2 separate regions of the Gasterosteus aculeatus genome follow, and region 1 is linked to region 2. Evidence: chromatin contacts called from public Hi-C data. All regions are on one chromosome and are shown on one strand. Each heading gives the region's core, a stretch centred on a gene start, on an enhancer-like site or on the middle of the called end of the contact. The rest is flanking DNA. Distances are from core to core; before and after follow the strand shown.

Region 1 (7,113 bases), core at 3,785-6,284, 52 kb before region 2:
GTGCCTTGCTGATGTGTTGCACATTTCCTCACGGTTACATTTCAGAATTTGGGTTAAAAAAAAAACAAACGGTGAAAGCATGAGTACAGACAGAGGCCGCACAGCTAAATGTAAACCTTTCACAGAACATTCCCGTACTATTACACTCAAGTCAGTCAAATCAGAACAAGCAATATGCAAAAAGAAATGTACAGTGATTTAACACAGTTACATAATGCCTTCGTCTGGATCGTAATCTTCGTATTCATCCACGTGTGATTTGGATTTGAAATATATCGTAATGCAAAAATCTCACATTTTGCCAAATTATGAAACCCTTTTTGGGTGACTAACAGGTGGCTGTTTTGGACATTGGGGGCCAATTTCTCCTTAATTACGTAGAATAATATTTTGATTGGACGAATGAGGTGATTGTCGAACCATGATAAAATACAAAAGATTTCATAATAAATACATAGAAAATCCGGCATTATGTAAAGTACAATAAAGATGAAGGAAGGGCCTGTGATTTGCTGCTTTTGTAGTTTTAGCGCACAGCATCAACGAAAAAATAGATTTGTTTTTCTTAACTAAAAATAAACAATACAAATTATTGCCCAATACAAAAAAACGTCTCAGCTGCTTTAAAGTTGAAAAATAGAAGAAACTAAATCGGACACATTGTGTAGAGTTTTGGGTCACTGGCCAGCAGTGTGTGTTCCTCCACTAAGGAAGGGCCACTGCTACAGCTGAAGTACCTCCAAGCAGCCACTAGAGGGCTCTACTTCTATCAGTATAACTTTGGCATTTGGCAGCATGAGCAGCACTGAAATTGAATAATTACAATATCGTGTTGAATAAATAAAATGCTGCGTATTTACTGCTTTACATCTGGTTTAAAGTGCACTAAATCACAAAAAAGAACCACTTCGTTCCTCGTTATTGTCCCTGTGTGATCAGAGTAACACATTACACACAAAAATAGATAACTGCTATTAATACTGTGATACTGTCCAGCAGAAACGCAATCATTGGTTAGAGCTCACAGCGCTCATCAGAAAATTAATTTCAGCAGTCTTGAACATCAGCCATTTGAATTTTAAAAGTTAGATTTGAGCTCAGAATATCACATTCTCACACTTCACTTCTGCATATTCGGGGAATTGTTGTGAACTTGATACTCTTAAATGCTTAAAGTCCTTATTATATCAAATGTAATATGATGCCCGACTCTAATTTGGAAAATGTAAAAAATATAAATAAATACATGTTGTGTCAAAACCGATACTGCATAGCAATTTGTAATATTACGATGCACTTGGATTTGTAATTTGGAGGAAATAAATCACGTGCTTCCAGGTACAAACTTATTTTACAAATGTTGTAGAATACACTGTATTACTTATCCTTATAATAAATAAATAGCAAAATTACTAAAATTGTCAATGAAATGACATTTCTCTTTGATTTAATCACATTTTGGGATATGGTCTATGCAAATAATGTCCCTGGAATTTAATTATTGTACATTTCCAGTACTTATTCAAAGATTGGTAAAAAAGAAAATATGTACAAAATTATATTTATCAAATCATTACTAAAATCACGGCAGTAAAGGCAAACCTTTGTAACTGTTTGTGGTGGTTTTGTTTGAGATAAACTTACAATATATGTCGTTCTTTGATTTTCCAGAAAACTAAAAGATCTTTGTGTTATTTTAAGGTTTCACAGGTTTATTTTTAGACATTTGTTATTTCCGCTAGTTGTATCTGGGAATGAATATCAGCAAATGTTTCTATGGGCCTGAGGGAAGTGTCTGAAAGCCGGGCAGCTTGTGTATGCTGGCTGGTGTCGGACGGCCCGAGCTCTAACCTTTCAGTTCTAGGCTGTTGGCGGAAAACAGATGTCACAAGAGAGCAGAAATAATTCTCTACGACACGACAATAAAACATGAAAAATGAAACTGAATAATGAACTTAAAACAATGTTTTAGTTTGCGCGATGACGTGCGGCTTAGAAAAAGAATACATTCTCACTTCATTCTCAGTTGTTTATCTTAAATTTGAGTTGGACCAATTGCAGCCCTCGAGATCAAAACTCTACACCTTGTTGGCACTCAACAGTGTCGCTCTTAATATGCTTTGGAAATATTTCCGTTGGTATTCACACACCTATGGCACTCCAAAAAGGTTTGGTTGATTTGCGGTTTTGCCGTCCACCAAGTGATCCTCTACAAAAGGCACTTATCGGCCATCAGCGTCACTGATGGCAGGAATGAGCATCAGCGGGTTGCTGCTCAACTTCTCCACATCGTTCAGAGGTCCCCCCCTCCCATTCGTACCATGTTCTATCTCAGAGAAACTGTCCTCCTCCAGTTTGCCTCAAGTCTTTACACTGTATACATTTTAGTAAACCAGCACTAAAAGTCTCCTTTCTTTTTATACGCGTATAAGTTTACATTGTCAAGGACATATTGCTTGCATGAGAGTGCGGGTAACATTGTAGAGGAGTGATGCCACTGGCGTCCTTGAAGACATCAAAAAGTGGGACACTGGGGGGGGGGGGGGGGACGTGGGGCTGCTTATTTCTTCCGCTCCAGGTAGTTGGAGGGGACCCAGCCTTTGCGGGGCAGCAGGCTGTCCTGCACCTGGCAGTACCACCACCCGTTGGGGTTTCTCTCCAGCACCTCCAGGCAGGTGCCCTCGGTGAAGCCCATTGTCTCCTCGTCGCCGCGGTAGTCGGCGATGGACACGTACACGTCCCTGCCCAGGTTGTTGTGGATCAGTTGGCCCTTCTCTATGGGCTTGGGTCGCACCGTGGACACGGGGATGCCATTGCGTTGGTTAACTCTGCTCAAGGAGTCATTGCCCGTGCTGAACGCGCTCCCCGAGGAGCCCGGGCCGGAGCGCTCGGCGGGCCTCGTGTTACTCTCTACGACGACGTGTGGACGCACCGTGCTGAAGGAGGCGTTGCGGCGGACGCCAAGAGTGGCCGAACCGGAGCCGTAGTGATCGCTTCTGCCGAGGGAGTCGTTCCGCCTCAGAGACCCTGTCATATAGTGTGAGTCCTTGGCGGGCTGAGATGTGGTTACAAACACCGACTGAGGCCTCACCGCCACCTGACGTACCCCGTTCCTCATCCGCACTGCTCCATTCACTGTCCCAGAAGGCTTGGAAAAGCCACCAGGAGGCTTTGAAGGGATTGGCGGGGTATCCCTCCTCACACCTTGATGCTGCTGGCTCGGACCCTGGATGTTGATGTTGATGTTGTTCAGGGCCAGAACGTGCTGCTCGTTTTTCTCCAGGCTGTTGGACTTACTCCCAGCATGTCTACCCAGGTCCAACCTACCTGCATCCCCCACTGGTCTGACAGGTTCCAGGTAGTACGAAGGAGCCCAGCCCTCCTCGGATGCCCAACGAATGTACCACCAACCGCTCTCCTGCTTCTCCAGGACCTCGACCTCCACCCCGGCTGGAAAGCTGATCTCAGAGTCCTGGACCTTCTTATAGTTATCCAGGGAGCGGTAGAGGTTGGGACCTTCCACGTCTGACTCCCCTCGGCTTCCTTTGGAGTAGACGGAAGAGAGATCCGAGGTGCTGCGTGAACACATCGAGTCCTCTGATGAGACGACAGAGGCCGTTTCAGAGTCGTCCCCGCGGCTGGCTTTGAGGCTGTGAGGCCGGAACTGACTTGTGGGCCTCAGCTGCCGTCTCAAAGAGTTGATGTCCATCCTCTCTGGACTCTGGGGCTCGGATTTGGTCAGGAGCGGTTTAGGTCTGACGGAAGGCTTGGGCCTGGTGGAGGGGCTCTGACCAATCCTCTGCTCCACATCCCGGTTGAAGGCGGAGCCTTTCTTGGGGCCTCTGCTCAATTCATCTGATGAAGAGCCGGGGCTGTTGTTCTGCGACCTGAAGCGGATATCCACATGTCTGCCTAAAGTCTGGCTTCTGCGGTTGACCTCTGGTGTAATGGCCTTCATGGGACGACCAGCTAAAGGGGAGGATCCGGATGGCCTGCGTGGAACGGTGGAGGAATGGTAGCTCCTTGGAGAATTTGGCTCACTAGAACCTTTGACGGAAGTTCTTTCAACTCCACTGCTTGGCCTGAAGCCTTCGTTCTCATAGACGCACTCCTCTTTTGCAACCTCTTCTGCAGACCTGAAGGCCGCTCTTCGATGAGTAAACACGGGGGACGCCTTGCAGACAGGAGGGGCCTTGCAGACAGGAGGAGAGGCCTTGCAGGAAGGAGGGGGGCCGCGGTACTTGTTGCTGGCCATGCTGGTAATCTTCACATCGAAGGCACGCTCATTTTTCCGTGAATCCGTGTCGGATTCACCGTCGCATCCGATTGCAGGAATATCATATTCAGGTTCCTCGTACGCAGGCCTGCTCGGCAGCTCTGGGACTTTAGAGGCAGAGTTAGAGGGAGGAGGAGCCTCGTCAGACTCTTGTTTTTTGACAGGAGGAGCTGGGGGCGGGACTTTGGGCCGGGTCAGGGTGCTGGTCCGTCGGCTGAGATTGGGCTTCTTCCGCTTGTCGATGTAGGAGCAGGGGGCCCAGCCCTCCATCTCTCCAATCTGCACATACCACCAGCCTCCAGGGTTCTTCTCTATCACCTATATGGACATGGAAGATATAAGCAATCTGAAAAAGTGTATGTCTTTTATGCAGAGATACGCACCTGATCCAGAATATTATGTTATTACATTAAAGACGAACATTAACACATCAATATATCTGTCTGTCTGGGTAGCACTTGGTGGACATAACAATGAACCATCATCTTACATCAGCCTTTTGTCCTCCATGGAAACTGATGCCATCAGAGATGGAGGACTGGAAATCTGCTATGGTGTAATACTCTGCTTCCACAGCAGGGGGCTCTGGAGGCTTTGGTAACTGGAATCCCTGGACAGCAAAGAGGAAGAGATGTGAGCAGCAGACATACTGGATCTAGCCAGCATCACAAGGCGTTTGACATGCTCAAGTTTCATGGCGCGATATGACACATAACATGGTATGTGTAGTATGTAAATGGTCAGTGACACATTCAGATGCTGAAATATCACGGCATTGTTATTGTGCTTTAAAGGGTGCAATGCTAATTCTCACAGCTCATCTGTGTTTGAGCTGTTCTTAAAATAAAGTTACTTCTTCTCTGGGATCAAAGGTAGTTCGGTGAGGCTACATTCACATTTAAGTCCTCTTGGCTATTAGAGAGCAGCAGCTTGTGAGTGTCTTACCAAGTTGGTTTCTCTTCGTGGGGGGGGTTTTTGTCTCAGATTTGGAGACCCTGATAAACAAAAACACATGTTATTAAAACTATGAACCCACATCCAACAGTTAAGAACTATGGAGTCGTATTTATTCCTCATTTCTGTTTGAATGAGACTTTAATATCCGAGGTAAAACTCGTAATTATTATTATTGTTAATTATTTTATTTCTCTACATGATACCATTCATGTATTTGGAAAATAAATGCTCAGGATGCTTCAAGGAGCACGTGACTGAAATGGAAATAGACACACTGAGCCGCACAGATTAGTGTGACGTGTTAGATTACACCACCACCATCACGTAGTTTACCTACAGCATCAAAGACTACGCAAAAGGAAAAGCCTTAATGTCTCATACCAGGACTACAAAAGCTCCTCTCCATCGCTGCATTGCATTTACAGCTCAATTGTCTGCTGACGCCCCACGAGCACTCACCAATCTCCACTCTGTGCGGAGCCACTCTGGCCACAGCCGGGGAGCCTGGCTCGCCCCTTCCTTTATTCTCACTCAGGGCGGCGCTCGCTGCTATTCCCAGACACGGGCTGTTGGTGTCGCGGCCCGCGCTCAGCCTCCTGCCCGTCTCGGCGTTGATCTCGGAGTTGTAGGGCACCGGGAGGCTGATCTCGCTCTTGGAGATGTGGCGCTCCGGCGTGGTGCTGCCCTCCGCGTCCGTCTGGATGTCCTTCTCGCTGACCGACTTCTTTTGCAACAGGTTGCTGATCTCCATGATGTTGCCGATGATCTCCACGGGGCCCGTTAGGGTCTTCTTGCGGGGGGAGAAGTCTTCCTTCATCTTTTTCAAGTAGGAGGCAGGAGCCCAGCCCTCTTTCCCCAAGTATCTGTGGGCAAACACAGAAGGACCCGTGTTCAATAGTAAATCCTGACGAAGGTATCTCTGTGTTATATTATCCAAAGGAGCCTGTTCCAAGCTCACACATCATCACTTTATGGAGTCAGTTTGAAAGGTCCGGTTGTGTACTAGGCATTATGGGAAATGTAGAGTTTCTGGAGCTTGACCCACAGGGATGGAATTATTATTACAACCTCTTCCTTTCTGTAAGGTGCAATAGTGCATCACCAGTGCCCCTTGAAGAAATGCTTTGATATTACTTTGACCATAACTCACACCTCAGCGGGATACATTCCCTGGGACGCCACTAGGGAATGAAATGACCCAAATAAGATCCTGTGTGTTGAACACCATTTTAATGCGTAACTTTCTTGCTTCATCCAAATGAGTCATTTCAGAGTGCTTCGTGGATCAATGGGTCTGCATATGCAAATACGTGAGTCATTTGCCTCTCTGTGGGCTACTCTTCACTCAAAACACGTCCGATCACTTCGTGCTGCAGACAGTCGAGCAGCGACCAGGAGGAATCCCCAGAAGAGAAAAGAATCCCTGATGTTTAGACTTCCCTGGAGAAGCACGTACATCTGGGGTTCGGCTTCCTGGTGGAGCTGTGCTCTGAGACGACTCGCTGTGCGTTCCAATGACGGTGAGTCACCAATGTCCCAAATCTCTCTGACGCCACCCCCTCCAATCACAAAGTATCCCAAGCTGATGTACACATGTTAGCCGTATTCACTGTGCATGTCACATGCCACATGGAAACATGAGACAGCAATGGGGGATGAAGGGAGACGAACAATGGGTACACACACACTGGCTGGGTTAACTGCACACACACACATTAGAATACAGCTGCAGAGCCCCCCCCCCCCCCCCCCTCTCTCCTTCTGCAACTCACCTGATGTACCACCAGCCCTCCAAGTTCTTCTGGATGACCTCCACGGTGACCCCTTTCTCGAAGCTCACTTCATCCTTCCCTTGACTGGAGTGCGGCTGTATGGTCAGG
Region 2 (7,045 bases), core at 2,262-4,761:
ACTTCTGAGCGTCTTCTGAGCGACGCCCGGACCATAAGTCAAGCTGTTGAGGAGAGAGCCCCGCGGGCCGCGATGAAGCACCGGGCCGCGTGCTTTTCACCCCGAGCGCCGGAGACGCCTCGCTGAGGGAATCGCTCCTTCGCGCTCGTGAGACGATCCATAATCACAAACAACATCTGGCACTGGAGCCATGAAAACAACATGTACTCGGCATGTAACGGCGGTTCACACTCAGTCAGTATCGGGTCAGAGTGACGGCTCTGCAAACCAGACCCTGGCTGACACACACACACACACACACACACACGGACACATGCACACGCACACATGCACAGCCCTTTAGCGCACTCTGCCAAACAGTCGCTGGCCTCATAAACCTCGGCACACATCAGCCTCCTGGTTAGGGGGGGGGGCATCGGACACCGGGGAGCCTTTCCCTCTTTGTTTGATGGCCAAATACATACTTTGAGTTGGGAACAGCTCTCTGAAGACGTTTTTTTACGGTGCCCAATAACAACAGGGGCTCAGGCACTTGTAGGGAAACCGGAGCGGTAAACACGGCCGTGCCCCCCCGCCCTCCCCCACGTCCCGATGACATGAAGCCCCTTGTCTCCTAAGACGAGCATGTCCAGCTGGTTTCACAACCATCACCAACACCCGATGGGGGCCGCAGATTGCGTCTCGCCTCCGTTTTTCCCACAGTGACTAGCCAGGAAAACTAGGCCAAGGGCCTCCCCCCGGGGGGGGGGGCGGGGGGGGGGGCGCCCGAAACACAGCTGAGCTCCTGTTACACTTCAGCTCTTCTCTCGGCCTGGATATCAGTCCACAGGCTCGTGACATCGATGGACAGGTCCCCGGACCAACCAGTAGGCATGGAGAGCAGCACCTGCCACCAATCAGGGTTCAGCCACATTTGCATATCGCACAATAATTAGTTTTCAACGGGAGAGTTTGAAGGAACCGAGAGTGAGAACAATTCTCTGTGTGTGTGTGTTCTCATGCAAAGGCACACATTTGTTCAGGACCCTCGTGTACTAATGGACCCCTCGTGCACCAAAGAGCCTTCCTCTCAGCATGTTACATAATCTCAAAGCCACGTGGACATCCAGTTAGAAGGCCGTGGTTATTTCGTGGACAGAAGCAGAGAGGTTATTGTGTAATCAGGCAAACACCACGCCATGCGTCCCACAGCAAACCGGCGGCAGGGAGAACTGGTGGCTTCCAACAGCTCCAGGCACAGTGTAATTGGGCTGCCATGTGGAGTCTGCTGCGTGGTCTGTTTCCGATGGCTACTCAAAGGCCAGTGCACACAGGGTACGCAGAGGATGTGGGTGGTTTATGACTTGTTATAAACTTATTATGACCTGATCTGGGAGACGGGGGAACAGAAGACTCCCTCATAACAAGTGGAGTGATGAGGAAAGCCACAGCAGCAAAGGGGTCGGTAATGATGACCCATGAGAAATGTGTCAGATCACTGTGACAACTGGCGCTGCCAAGGACAAACACGAGCTCAGTGGTTAAGCCAAGGCAGCGGACAACGAGTCAAATAGACCACGATGTCCTCGATCTACTGGTGAAGATCACGCGTGTGACCAATGGGCTCCAGAACAACTAAATGGACATAGTGTGAGGTCATTTTATCAGCCAGATACCTTCAGAGTCATAGAGACACGGGCAGGAGAACTGTCCATTTCAGACATGGTGCCAACCACGAAGAAGACTAGACAACACCTGGATTATTGGTGGTTATCTCAACCCGGGACCTGTTACCATACGCGCTAATTCTACTTCTCCATGAATGAAACCTTGACCTCGGGGGTCGAAGCTCCGGGCTGCGGTCAGAACACATCTGCTGGGAGTCACAATGCTGTTGATGCTGCGTGACAGCGGCTCCCTGCAGCCGATGGACTGCGTCTGCTAACTCCTCTCTGGGAGCGGGCCGCGGGGCAACAAGAGGACTCACGTAGTGTTTGGACGGACTGCGCCTCTTCTCCACGTCCACGACTTTCACGTCCAGCACCGTCCGGAACTGCATCTTGACCCTGCAGAGGCTCTGCATGGACGCGACAGACAGGCTGCTGCTGCCGCTGCCGCTGCCGCTGCTCCGGATCAGCCGCCTCCTATCGCGGGAGAGAGATCCCGACATGCATCGCTGAGCGGTGTCAGCCGGACCCGGCGCGTGGAAGAGGCGGCGCGGAGCGGCTGTCCTTTGTGTCTGCCGCGGTGCCTATCGCGGGGGGACAGCCGCACGCCGGGAGCCTCCGGCGGGCGGTGCGCTCGGGAGGGAGCCGGGCGGAACCCCCGGTGGTTCGGCGCGAGCCGGGGCAATTTAGGGGGAACCCGGTGGGACGGGCTTCACGCGGACGTCCTCGAGGCCACCTAGATAAGAAATAAAGCAAAAGGCACGAGCGCGGGGCTCCGTCCTCGGGCAGCGGGGGGCCGGCGTGTCCGTATCATGTCGGTCATCCCCTCGGGGCCAACGCAGCTCGTCCTCCCGCGTTCTACGACAGTGAAGCGCGGCTGCATGTCAGCGGACCTCCGCGCGGGCCGGGCGTTCGGAGTCGGGATAGCGCCGTCCGCGCTCTGACTCACGCGCTGCTCCCTGGCCGGAGATATGGATACAGATGTTTACAAGCTGACCAATCAGCGGCCGCCTGCCCTCCAGGAGAGAGCCAATTAACGACGGAACACTGCCCCCCCGTGCACGCAGCGACGCGCGCACCAGCGGCCGCCGTGACACGCCAATGATGTCACCTCTTTCATTAATACAATGATGTTTAATTTCACATGCTTAAATGTGCTTTCTTTTTATTTAGCTGGTGTCCATACAGTAAACAACATACACTAGCAATTTGTGTTAATCAGCCACATTGTGCGTGTAGACGTGGTCAAGACAACTAGCTGAAATTCAGAAAGGGGACTTGAGTGAATGTGGTTGTTGGTGCCACACGGACTGGTCTGAGTAGGTCAAGAAACTTCTGATCTACTGGGGTTTTGGCGCACAACCATCTCCAGCGTGTACGGAGGATGGTCCCAAAGAGAGAACTTGTCCAGTAAGTGGTGTGGACCAACATGCCTTGTTGAGGAAGAGGAGAATGTTTCCAACATTGAAGTTGTGGAACAACTTACCAGATAAGATCAAAGATTGTAAACATATTGCACAGTTCAAAAAACATCTTAAATTATACACATTAGCCAAATATGAGATCTGTGAAAATATTAAGTGAAGGAAATTTAAATTGTATTTATTTGTGCGTGTGAGTATGCGTGCGTGTGTGTGGGTGAGAGTGTGTGTGAGTGTGTGTATGTATGTATGATATTAATCTTCAAAGTAATATATACTAATTGAGAATATGGATAAGAAAGGGGTGGGTATCTATAAGCTTTTGCTTCCCCCTACTCCTTTTCTTGAACAAAAGGTGTATTTTCTCATTTTGTGGTCTACGTCTATGTTGATTTTTAAATTTTTTATTATTTGGTGTCTACATGTTCAAGAAATAAAATTCTTCAAATCAAATCAAATCAAATCAATCGTAACTCAAATAAACACTCAAAAAAATACCACACCAAGGGCCACTCCTGTTAACTAAGAACAGGAAACAGAGACCATCATTTACACTGGCTCACCAATACAAGATTGAAAACATGTTGCCTGGTCTGATGAGTCTCAATGCCAGCTGTGACAGTCAGATGGTCACAATTTGGCTTAAACAACATGAAAGCTTGGATCCTTCCTGCCTTGTAGCAACGGTTCAGGCTGCTGGTGGTGTGATGGATATTTAACTAACTTACTATTTGAGCATGGTTTAAATTCCACAGCCTACCTATGGACAGTTGGTGACCATGGTCATCCCTTTATGACCACAGTGTACCATCTGCTGATGGCCAGCAGATAATGCACCACGTCACAAAGCTCGTATCGTCTCAAACTGGCTTATCGAACATGACAAGTTCGCTGTACTCCAACGGCCTGTGTGATGCTCTCATTTCAATACGGACCAAAAGACCTGAGGAATGTTGCCAATGCCACAAAGAAATAAGGCAGTTCTGAAGGCAACGGGGGGGGGGTCAAACCTTGTAAGGTGGACGGTGAGCGTGCATCTGCATGTTGGATAAAGGCAGGTTCAGAACTGTTTGATGTTCAGAGCTCTTTAACATTGTCCTTCAATTATCAGTGAGATCTACGTTTTATGATTTAGGTAGCATTGTTATTCAGGTAATGACCTGGTCACAGAAAACGCGTAGTGGAACTCTTTCCGTGATGCATAGTTTATTGGTATTTCGGAGCATGGTTTAAACATTTTTATATATATATATAGACTCGCTATGCATTTAATTATCTGTGACCAAAACCAATTTGAAAAAAACAAATAGTCCTAATAGATGGTAACTATATCGACATAAAATAAACTTCCCTGGCGTGTAGAGGGCTTACATTTTGGCCCCGGGTGCCTCTCTAGCGGGTTAATCCAGCCATGCATGAGCCCCACGCTGTCATTTCTTTCTCATTAAACTCAACGTGATGAACGTTTACCACAATGATAAAGTCGTCCTGAAACCTTCCCTTTCACATGTCCTTATGCAGCAGTCATTTCAAACTGGCAAAAGCCACGCGTTGTGGAGCAATACGCCGTAGCACACATAGTATCCGGAGTAACACTAAAACGCGGTGTAATGGTCTTCGCTGGTGCTGACGATGTCGCTGTTGCACTCCAGGGACTTGAGGACCAGCTGCAGGGTGGCCTTGCTCACGTTCAGGCTGTGGCGCTGTCGGACCGCGGACAGGACGTGCAGGATGTGGCAGCCCTTCTCTGCATCTACGAGCACAGGAGGAAGCACCCGTCAGCACGCAGGAAACCGAGGCTTCGCAGCGAAAAGGGGAATTCGCGGCGGTTGCTTTTTCAAAAGACGATAAGAAGTTGAGCTTTATTTCCCCCATTCTATGGCAGAAAACACTACTGTTCGATCACACACCCAGCCCTAATACACACACACACACCTTGCATTTACCACCAAGACTCATGAGACATCCACATTAATGCTGGAACCGGTTTCCACTAATCAAGAGCAACAGGAGGAAGCGCACTTACACTTTTCTCTCCGAGAGTCCTCTCTGATAACGTCCTTGACAGCGATGAGCAGATCTGTGTCACGTGCCGTCACCTGCGAGGGGGCAACAGCAGGAGTCCTCACTAACGTGACCAACTGGCGAGTGACGGGTGGAATGGAGACGTCTCTGATGGTCCTTACATTATAGACTTCGTCCTGGGATTTGACCTTGCGGTACACGACTCCCTCGTCCTGTAGAACCTGCAGCGCCTCCTTCAGAAGCTGCCGCAGCTGCTGGCATGCGGACGGACCTGCCACTGGCTCCTTCACAGCGACAGTGACACAACAGAGCTGACACGAGGCTACGTTTGTTTTACACTTTTAGACCTCCAGAATGTTCTGCTCTCAAAATGCTGCTACACGGAAACACCTCAGTGTGATGTCCTCTTGATGAATGGATGACATGTCCCATAAAAGAATACAAACAAGCCTCTACGCTAGGGGTGACATCCCAGCTGCGTTTGCTCACCTCGTTCACACATAAGGACACTTCAAATGCAGCTTTTTTGTCAAGATTTTCCTTTTGGTTCCACCACCACACAGAGAGAGGATTCCATTGCTGTACCTGGTCTGCGCTCGCGGTTTGAGGCTGGCAGGGGATCAGAGGCTGCAGGAGGTCCTGAACATCATAGGGTCGGAACCTGGTCACCGACTTCTGCTTAAAGAAATCCTTGATGATATTCGTTGCCTTGCCGACGACGCTGATGGGCGAGTCACTGAACAAGAGGAAAACAATGTGTCTGTGATACAGTTGAGAGCAATGCTTACGCACATGTTGACAGAATGGATGACAGATGAGAGCCTGCGTTGTGCAGCCAGTGTGCGAAAGTTATGTCAATTATTCCACATGTTTTATGGGAATGCAAGACATTTTCTGTCCAATTCAAACATCTGGGAGTATGCGTTGTACATCAGTGTTCACCACTTATCACACATCCTGGTCCTAGTGAGTTGCAACTCACCTGATATGTACTAGCTTGATGGGAGATATGTATGCTTAGAGTTTGGACTCTTCTCCGTCACCCTCATGTTGTTTTAGAACCAGCAGGAACGTGAGAGGGTGAAGTTAAGAAAAAAAACACTAAATATGAGATTTGAGTGTTAAAACTCTCTGGGAGAGGAGGAAAGTTTAAAGCGCCGTGGTGCCACCTGTCAATCACGAGTAGGGGCTTGGATAAATGTGTGTGTGAGCAATGACGCGTAGTGGGAAGACTTTGAACGGTCGTGTGCTATAAAAAGTCCATTTAGCATTCCACACTGTTTTCCACTGTTCAACTTTGACTGACACCAATATTCCTAAGTGGATTGAAACTCATTATAAAACATTTACTCTCGCCAACTTTCTGTAAATATTTGCATGCTGCTGTGATGGTCCATTAAGAGATGAATGTTTGTACCCTGCTGCATCAGGCTGAAGCTGTGGCGGTTTGTCATAGCACAGTCTGTAGAGCTGAGGAACGTCCATCATCCACGCTACCTGGACCGCCATCACCGGGTCGTCCACTTTGTCTGGGAACACCAAGACATCAATGGTGGGAACAGCCGCACGCTACATTGTGAAAGTGGACGGTGGTGGTCTGCAGGGGAGCGCCGTCCACTCACAGAATGTGGAGGCCATGATTTCTCTCTGCTGCCTCGACGTCTTCACCGGCCCCCTCACCCGGAGCAGCTCTCCGATCTCCAGGCGGCAGCGGCTCCTCTGGGTCTCTCTCAGCTTCTTTAGCTCGGCGACCAGGTTGAAGCCTCCTTGAGCCCCGTCACTGTGCTGTGCTCCTGCTGGAGATGAAAGATTTCTATGCAAAGGCACTCAGTGGCTTGTGGTGATACATGAACGAATGACATTGTGTGTATGCAGCGTCTAATGTATAATGATTCTCCAGTATTAGGCTGCACTAATAAACATTGAATTTATTTACATGACTAACTCAAGTGA

Evidence for each region. A called contact is a pair of places that touch in the nucleus more often than the background predicts.
Region 1: a Hi-C map of skeletal muscle shows a contact between it and region 2, with 6 times the contacts expected there. The contact joins the enhancer-like site here to the promoter of sh3pxd2aa in region 2. A contact is called at or near these places in 2 of 6 Hi-C or Micro-C datasets (both in skeletal muscle).

Annotation. Positions count from the first base shown.
Region 1 is chr9:2,631,777-2,638,889 of fGasAcu3.hap1.1, reverse strand. sh3pxd2aa (SH3 and PX domains 2Aa) reads right to left here. Exons shown (of 14, transcript XM_078080130.1): 10 at 7,006-7,113; 11 at 5,693-6,096; 12 at 5,222-5,271; 13 at 4,767-4,886; 14 at 1-4,594. The coding sequence ends at 2,561. Among protein-coding and RNA genes, the nearest start is that of neurl1aa, 40 kb to the left of the region's middle. Within about 2 kb of position 5,034, at least 2 of the 9 cell types and tissues checked have open chromatin away from gene starts, as enhancers often do.
Region 2 is chr9:2,578,453-2,585,497 of fGasAcu3.hap1.1, reverse strand. It overlaps sh3pxd2aa (SH3 and PX domains 2Aa), which reads right to left and starts at 3,511. Exons shown (of 14, transcript XM_078080130.1): 1 at 1,967-3,511. The coding sequence starts at 2,149. It overlaps stn1 (STN1 subunit of CST complex), which reads right to left. Exons shown (of 9, transcript XM_040186817.2): 4 at 6,715-6,888; 5 at 6,510-6,621; 6 at 5,678-5,828; 7 at 5,254-5,376; 8 at 5,094-5,166; 9 at 4,257-4,820. The coding sequence ends at 4,663.